Regions from separate parts of the Triticum aestivum genome. Here region 2 is linked to region 1. Evidence: chromatin contacts called from public Hi-C data. All regions are on one chromosome and are shown on one strand. Each heading gives the region's core, a stretch centred on a gene start, on an enhancer-like site or on the middle of the called end of the contact. The rest is flanking DNA. Distances are from core to core; before and after follow the strand shown.

The links. A called contact is a pair of places that touch in the nucleus more often than the background predicts.
Region 2: a Hi-C map of leaf shows a contact between it and region 1, with 4 times the contacts expected there. The contact joins the promoter of LOC543106 here to the promoter of LOC123141488 in region 1. A contact is called at or near these places in 5 of 5 Hi-C or Micro-C datasets (leaf, root and an unstated tissue) and 1 of 1 datasets of contacts at active chromatin or transcription factors (leaf).

Annotation. Positions count from the first base shown.
Region 1 is chr6D:285,956,303-285,960,184 of IWGSC CS RefSeq v2.1, reverse strand. It overlaps LOC123141488 (L-type lectin-domain containing receptor kinase SIT2), which reads right to left and starts at 1,816. Exons shown (of 1, transcript XM_044560614.1): 1 at 1-1,816. The coding sequence starts at 1,816.
Region 2 is chr6D:286,220,489-286,224,414 of IWGSC CS RefSeq v2.1, reverse strand. LOC543106 (inorganic phosphate transporter 2-1, chloroplastic) reads right to left here and starts at 2,480. Exons shown (of 3, transcript XM_044563890.1): 1 at 1,300-2,480; 2 at 322-513; 3 at 1-159. The coding sequence starts at 1,998. LOC123144682 (L-type lectin-domain containing receptor kinase SIT2) reads right to left here. Exons shown (of 1, transcript XM_044563889.1): 1 at 3,093-3,926. The coding sequence ends at 3,309.

The DNA.
Region 1 (3,882 bases), core at 567-3,066:
GCGGGTCTTGGAATATGGGCCTTCGCCCGCAGGTGACCTCGAGAAGGAAGGTCCCAAAGGCAAACACGTCGGTGAGGGGGCTTGCCTTGCTCGTGCGCCCCAGCTCCGGGGCTATGTACCCTATGGTGCCAACCACATGCGTGCTTTGCGGGTCGGTGCCATGGTCGTACAGCCTCGCCAGGCCGAAGTCACCCAGCCGGCCATTCATCTTGTCGTCGAGGAGCACGTTGCTTGCCTTGATGTCGCGGTGGACCACCACCCTCTCCCACTCCTCGTGGAGGTAGAGCAAGCCAGATGCAATCCCTTTGATGATTTGAAACCTCTGAGCCCAGTTGAGAGTCGGCTTGTCGTCCTGATGACCATATAGGTGCTTGTCAAGGCTCCCGTTGGGCATGTGCTCGTACACCAAAAGGAGCTCCCCCTTCCGCCGGCAATAGCCAAGCAACCGCACCAGGTTGCAGTGTTGCAGGCGTCCTAGGCTGACAACCTCTGCGATGAATTCCTTGACGCCCTGTCTGGAGTCATGCGACACCCTCTTCACTGCGATCTCCATATTACAATCTGGAAGCACGCCTCTGTAAACTCGCCCGAAACCCCCTACGCCGAGTAGGTTCTTGCTGTTAAATCCTTGGGTGGCGTGGTGTAGATCCTTGAACGGAAACCTGTGCGGCCCGAACTCGACCTCCCAATCTTCCCGTAGCTCGGTGTACCTTCGTCGCCTGCGCAACAGGAGAACGACGACGGTGCCCAGAGCGAGTACGACCGCTGCAGATGTTATTGGGAGGACGATCTGCAGGACCTTGGACCGAACCTTGGGGATCTCACGGGGCAACGTTGGCAGCTTGGCGATGTCCATGGCCGGAGCAGTAGTGCTGCCCATGCGGAAACTGCAGCCAAGCACGTAGTGCCGCGAGTCGAATGAGCCCGTCGCCGACGAGAACCCCACGTATGCGGTGCTCGTGATCACCGAAGATAAGTTGTAGGTGGCCGACATCAGTGGCCTGGCAGGTTTGGCCACGCCGAGCGGAGCCAAGGCCACGTTGATCCGATTAGTCCCCGCGTCGTAGTCGATCCACACTTGCATCGCCTCGTGGCTTATGAGCGTCAGGTTCTCGAAGCGCTCCTTGTCGCCGCCGACGTAGTAGCCGGCGTTGCTGGATTGCAGCGAGACGAGGCCGTTGATGTCAACGCCCACATGGTTGTCGTTGATGTCACGGAACTCGTCCTGCTGCAAGGTGTCCAGCTCGACGGCGAAGATGCGGTTGCTCTCGTGGCCGTTGTTCTGGACGTTGACAAGGCCCAGGTACTGGCTCGCCAGCGCGGTCGAGAAATCCGTGGTGGGAGCAACGACGAAGACGATACCGTGCGCGCTCATGTCGGGGTAGGCGGAGAGGATGCCGAACACGAACGAAGCGGCGAAGGAGCGCACCGTGCCGTTGGGTAGCTCACGGAAGCGGAGCGGAGTCGGGTGGAAGGCGTGGCCTTTCAACTGGAGCGAGCCGTTGGTCAGCTCGAGGAGGCCGCTTGGCGTGACCGTGGCCGAGCCGTCCAACGTGAGGCCGGCGCCGGCGAAGCCGGAGTACACAAACTGGTCGTCCACCAGGCTGGCTACGAGATCAAGTGCTCCTAGTCCTACGGCTCCGAGCAGGAGGAAGCAGATGAGCTTCATGCGAGACATGAGAGGGTTGTGTTGTACGTCGAGGCCAAGTTGTCGTGGCTGAACTGTACTACTCCTTTCTTCTCTTAACGCGGATGTGGTCTTTTTCTGCGGCACGGTGTGACGGCGTCCATCATATGCGGCTTGGAAGTACGACATGGTGGAATTATCTTCCTAACATTTTCTTTTGCGGCTAAATCTTCCTTATATACAATTAAAAAACAGATGTGACTAGATCTAAAGCCAACTCTCAGTTAAATGACAAAACATATAACAAAATAAAATAAAATTATACACATGTCTCCACATAAGATCTTACAAATATAGCATCGATTGACACTTCTTAAGTCTCAGTCGACTGAGATTTAGCAATCTCAATTAAAAAATACACGGTTTTGCTAATTGTTAGCTAGCTGAGGCTGAGATCTGTGCGTGTACAGCTTTTTTAGGTTCGTGTACATTTATCTCATTCTCCTGTCGTGTTTTTTTTCTTTTTTTGAGTGAGCAAAGCCAGACTGGGCATTTGTGTAGTAGTTTTTCTTTTTCATTGCCCTTTACAACAAGTTTGGACTTTACAGCGCTAAATCTCTTTTAGATCAAAATCACTAATTAACACTGAAAAAATAGCGCGCTATAGCGTCTTTAATAGCACGCTATAGAGTGTAGAGAATTGTTTCGCTAAATTAATTAATGTGCAATGTCTCGTCAATAGCACGCTATAACGCGCCAATAGCATATTTTCAGGGACGACGCTATGTTGTATAGCGCGCTATTTTTTCATTGCTAATTAAGGGGTATCCCTTGCAAAGATCACTTCCAAATTATAATAAATGGCGCATTGCATGTGCGCCACTTGTCGCAACTATGGAGTTTTCCTTTTTATTAGATTCGTTTATTCCAAATATTTGTCTCTTAAACCCTGCATCCAAATCGCGAAACGTTTTATCGTCGGATTTCTTGCACCAAGATCTTCGACACTGGAACCCATGCTAATAGGCTTTGACAAACTTTTTCTTAAAGAAAATCGAGAAACAAAAGTAAGAGGAAAAACAAGCCGGAAGCCAATTTTTTCTCACTTTTTCTATTTTTGAGAGACACAGTAGTGCCTTTCGCGGAAGCAAATTTATGCCTCTCGCAGAAGGAAAAACGTGATTTTTTTTCTCTTTTCGAAGAGGCATAACTGTGCCTCTCGTAGAAGCAAACCTGTGCCCCCACGATAAGCAAATGTGTGCCTCTAGTGGAAGAAAAACCGTGTTTTTTTCCCATGAGGCACTCGTGGAAGATAGGGATGGCAATGGGGACAATTCCCTATGGGGATACCTACAACATACCCATCCCCATCTATTCCCTATCATCCCATCCCCATCCCCGTTTACATGACTGGGGATGAAATTTCCCCATACCCATGCCCCACTGCGGAACGGGGCCCCATAAACAAATACTCATATACATAATATGATACCCTATAATCAACATACATAAATGGTGTTGTCCTTGTCCTGCTAATGCCTATCTAGGTCGTACTTACTTCTTGGTCATGGTGGCAGCTGAGGTGAGGATGTGAGATAGGTTTAAGGTTTTTTTCAGAGGTTTTTTTTTGTTTTCGCAAGTTTGTTTGGTTTTTTTCGACCGTGAACAGTAGGAAAGGCTCCTACTGTGTTAATATATTAAAATAACGGGCACTATACGGGGGTGAGTATTTACATGGGGGGAGGGGGGAGTGGATGCTTGATCACTTTGGATCAAGCAGAAAAGTAGCAAAATAAGATCTAAGGCTTAGGGTAGTGAGTTTACAAAGTTGAGTACAAAGGACTTGTGGTCCTCTTTGACCCTGTGTTGAAGGAGCTGAAAGTCTTTCTTGAATCTGCCTAACCAGGAGCTGAAGGAAGGATCTATAGCTCTGAAGTGTTTGTTGTTTCTTTCCTTCCAGATACTCCACGCTGCCACAGCAAATTTCTGTAGCATAGGTGTAGGGTGGGAGGCTTTCTGATCCTCAATGGCTTGAAGGCGACCAGAAAAAGGTTCCCAGTTTATGTCCAGAGCGTGCCAACAGTGCTTACTGAAGTTGCAAGTGAAGATCATGTGCTCAACTGTTTCTTCTATGTTAAGCCCACAAAGTAGACAATTATGATCATCTCCTATGTTGTAATGACGTCTCTTGAGCATATTACGGGTGTTGAGTCTGTCATTGAGTAAAAACCAAGCAAAAACTTTCAGCTTCATTG
Region 2 (3,926 bases), core at 1,231-3,730, 260 kb before region 1:
AGCTCCTATTGCCCCACATACTAATGCTTGCAGAACGGCAATGGAAAATGTCCTGCTGAGAGGGAAAGCGGCAAACGAGATTGCAGTGACACCAGTAAAAACTGCAATAGGTGCAGAAGCTGCTGCAGCTTGACCTGGATTTGGTGCGCTGTATACGAACTGAAGGGAAACATGGTTAGTAGAAATAGTGTTTATGTCTTTTATTTAGGAGATTTTAGTTTCTGTGATTATCTGCTCAATAAGATGTCTGACTAATAATCTTGCAAAGATGTCTTGTTTTCTCATTTACCATGTTGCAAGTAAAGTTAGTATAGTACTCACCCTGCGTATGCACTTGTAAACAAGAAATGAGACTGCAGCACCCATCAGTGGAGAAATAAGCCATGACGAAGATACTCTAGCCAAGGAGCTCCAGAAAACTGCATTGACCCCTCCATATACCAGCCCAAAACCAACCATAGCCCCAACAATACAATGGGTAGTTGACACAGGCCAGCCATAAGAGGAAGCAACCTATAATAAATAAAAAAGGGTAATCCAGACAGATGCTTATGAATATATGCTACATTCTCAAGGCTGTAAACTCAAGTGCATTGCTTGTGGATATATTAGATTTGGTGATGATAATTTTTTTTTTTGTAAGCATGCTAATTGCATTGAATTTTCACTGGATTGTATCAATATCAACACTCTGTTGAATAAATAGATGAAACATATTACCTAATAATGCAATTAGTGATCCACTAAAATTTTCTTACTCCAGCATAGTATATTAACTTTGTCTGTTCAGTTCCCCTATTTGTTGTTTCTGTACTTTCCCTAGCTGAAGTAGTTGTTCAAAGTTTAGATAGCAACCTCTGAATTGGAAGTGAGGTGTTGAAGTTTGAACTGATGATCCTGAATCTGCCTATAACTGGATCCTAAAAATCAAAATATAGATCAAAGTTTTCTGATTTCCACATCAACCAGGCTAAAACTAAATGTTGAATTTGAATCTGTCAAGTGCCTTTCCCTTTGCTAGTTTCTTATACTTATCTTAAGATAAATGTTTCTTATGTAATCAGGCTCCCTAGAATCAGAGATAGCATCTACAAGTGCATAGGTTTTTGCTGTTAGATAGGTGAAACTAGTAGTATCATAAATATGCCACTGAAGATATCTTACATCTTCTGCTTTTCTGTAGACGGCAACTGTGAGAATCTTGAATAATTATGTGATGCTAATGGAACCAAGGGACCGCGTCATCTGATTGACATAGTATAACAAACCTCAAAATGGTTATCTGTGATGGAATGTTACCTGCAACCATGTACCAGCAGCAGCGAGGGAGGACAGCAATCCAGCAAAGAGCAGAGAATCATTTCCTTGGAAGACAGATGTGACGAGGATGCCCTTCTGCATGGTGCTGGTGACATGGGTGCCCATAAGGAATGCACCAGAGAACTCTAGCACAGCTGCAGTCAGCACCGCCTGCCGGAGAGTCAAAGCACCAGATCCTACCGACGTCCCCATGGCATTTGCCACATCATTCGCTCCAATGTTCCATGCCATGTAGAATCCTGACAGAAGGGTCAGATATGCCAGCACCTTCATCTTGGTCGTCCCATGGAAGAGCAGTGAGCGCATCGCCAGTGGAACAGTGAGAGCTGCAAATGCAATCACCACAGAGATTGACATGGCCATCCGTGGTGAAATATGGAACGCCTTTGCCATCTCTGACAGCTCGGATCCTCCGCTCCGCTCCCCCGAGGCATCCGAGTTTGCACTGGAGCCATCGTCAGCGTCTGCAAAGGAGGAGAGTGTGGCGCGCGGAAGCACCAGGTGCGAGCTCAGTGTCTTGGCAGGCGACACTTTAGCCAGACGGAAGTACCTTGGGCAGTGAATGGTGGGTGGCAGCTGAGCGGCAGGGCAACGGAGCAGGAGAGCGGCAGCCGCAGCTCGCCCTCCTGCTCCAGCATGTGCTCGGGCAATGGAAAAGAAAGGAGAAGATTGAGACATGGAGTGGCAGAAGCTAAAACCAGGGGGGAGCACCAAGAAGAAAGAGATGAGATGATCAGTGGAGAGCAGGAGAGGAAGGGGGAGCGGTGGCCATAGGAGGGAGCTGTGGATGGAAGCAAGAGCTTGCTTTCTGTGGTGGCCCAGCTTGGGCTGGGAAGGAACGAGTGGTAGGAAGGAACGAGTGGTGGAAGGGGATATCGGCAAGATTCCCGCCTAATCCATAATCTGGGGTTGCAGCGCGCTGCTGGACTGTTTGTATTCTGTTGCATGGATCTCTGGACTGGACCTCCCTCCAATCTGTTTCTTCTCAAGATCCAAATACGTGTCTCTTCCTGTTGTTTTGATTCTCGGCCTGGCCTTTAGCCTGGCACTAGCATCTTCTTAGGGTAGTTGGATTTTGAAGCAAGATATTTCTTCCTCTTCCTTTTGCCGTTTCATGTCTTGTGTCATGCACTGTGTAGAGTAACTGGAACTAGTTTCCCTCTCAGGACATCATGCATTTTTACTGTTCTTGTTGTCACTGTTTTTGTTACTACACACTAGATAATTTCCTGCGCCATAATTGTTACTGATGACAATGTAACAGAGTGTTGTGGAGTGGAGGACATCTCATGGTATTGTTTCCCCTTGCAACCACAGCTGTGGTCCAAGATTCGTGCAGTTCATTTATCGTCAGTCTTGTGGTATGTGCATGAATCTGCATTGTGATTGTGATTTGCTTTTGCCATTTTGTTATAGCAGATGGGATGGTACCGTGCTGCTGGCAAAGGGCCACAGGGAAAATGTAACCACTTTGTGCTCGAGTCTAGACGGCTGTTGAGAGAGGAATTATTGGCGTCCATGTCTCCGAGTCGGAGGCTTCCTTCATACTATCAGCCACGGCGCCGGTGTCATATCCACAGGTCGGCACCCCGCTAGACCATTGCAGCAAAGCCTCCCTGTGCGTTTTTTTCTTGATATTTACAACATTTCTGCAGTATTCTTTTTATTGAGGGGCCGTCACAGTATTTTTTGGTGTGTGCGAAAACATGAAGAAGAAACGTCGCAGTATCTGGGAAAACCAATACGACAACTTCATGCATATTGCAACAAAATAGTCGAGAAAAACTATCGTGTGTCCCGTATCACCTTGTTTCGAGTTCTGAGTTTTGAACAATATAACTTCTTACATGTTGGCCACGGTAATTTGAAAGTGTACTGCGGCCAAAGGATAATTATTGGGTTTACAATTCTAATTACGAACTTCTGGCACTACACATGCATAATACTAGTAAAACTTATTGAAGCCGTGAATTAAGCTAGCACTGAGGTTATCTTCCTCCCGAGAGGGTGGAAATTGTGCCAAAGCTCGACACCAGATCCGGATATGACATGGCGGATTCGTCAAACCCCTTGTTTTGCATCAAGGTGAGCACATCTGTTGGTGTGAGCTCAGGGAGGGGCGTAACACCGGTCAGATAGCGCATGACTTGTCCAATGCCAGGCCTCGCGCTAGCGAGAAGGTGTGAGCACATGAGCGCTAGCGTGAGCACCAGCCCTGCCTGGTCGATGTCGAACTCACCCTGGAGCCTCGCGTCCACCGTCTCCATGAGCGTACCATCACGCCAGTGCTCCAGCACCCAGTCGACGAGCGCTATCTGTCCGCCTTGCGCATTCTCCTTGATGGGTTTCTGTCCGCATGCAACCTCAAGAAGGAATATGCCAAAGGCGAACATATCGGTCAGAGGGGACGCCCTGCCCGTGCGTATGAGCTCCGGAGCCAAGTAACCCATGGTGCCGACCACGTGCGTGGTTTGCGAGTCTGCCCCATGGTCGTACAGCCTTGCTAGCCCAAAGTCACCAAGCTGGGCGTTCATGTCTTTGTCGAGGAGCACGTTGCTGGCCTTGATGTCTCTGTGGATGACAACTTTCTCCCACCTCTCATGCAG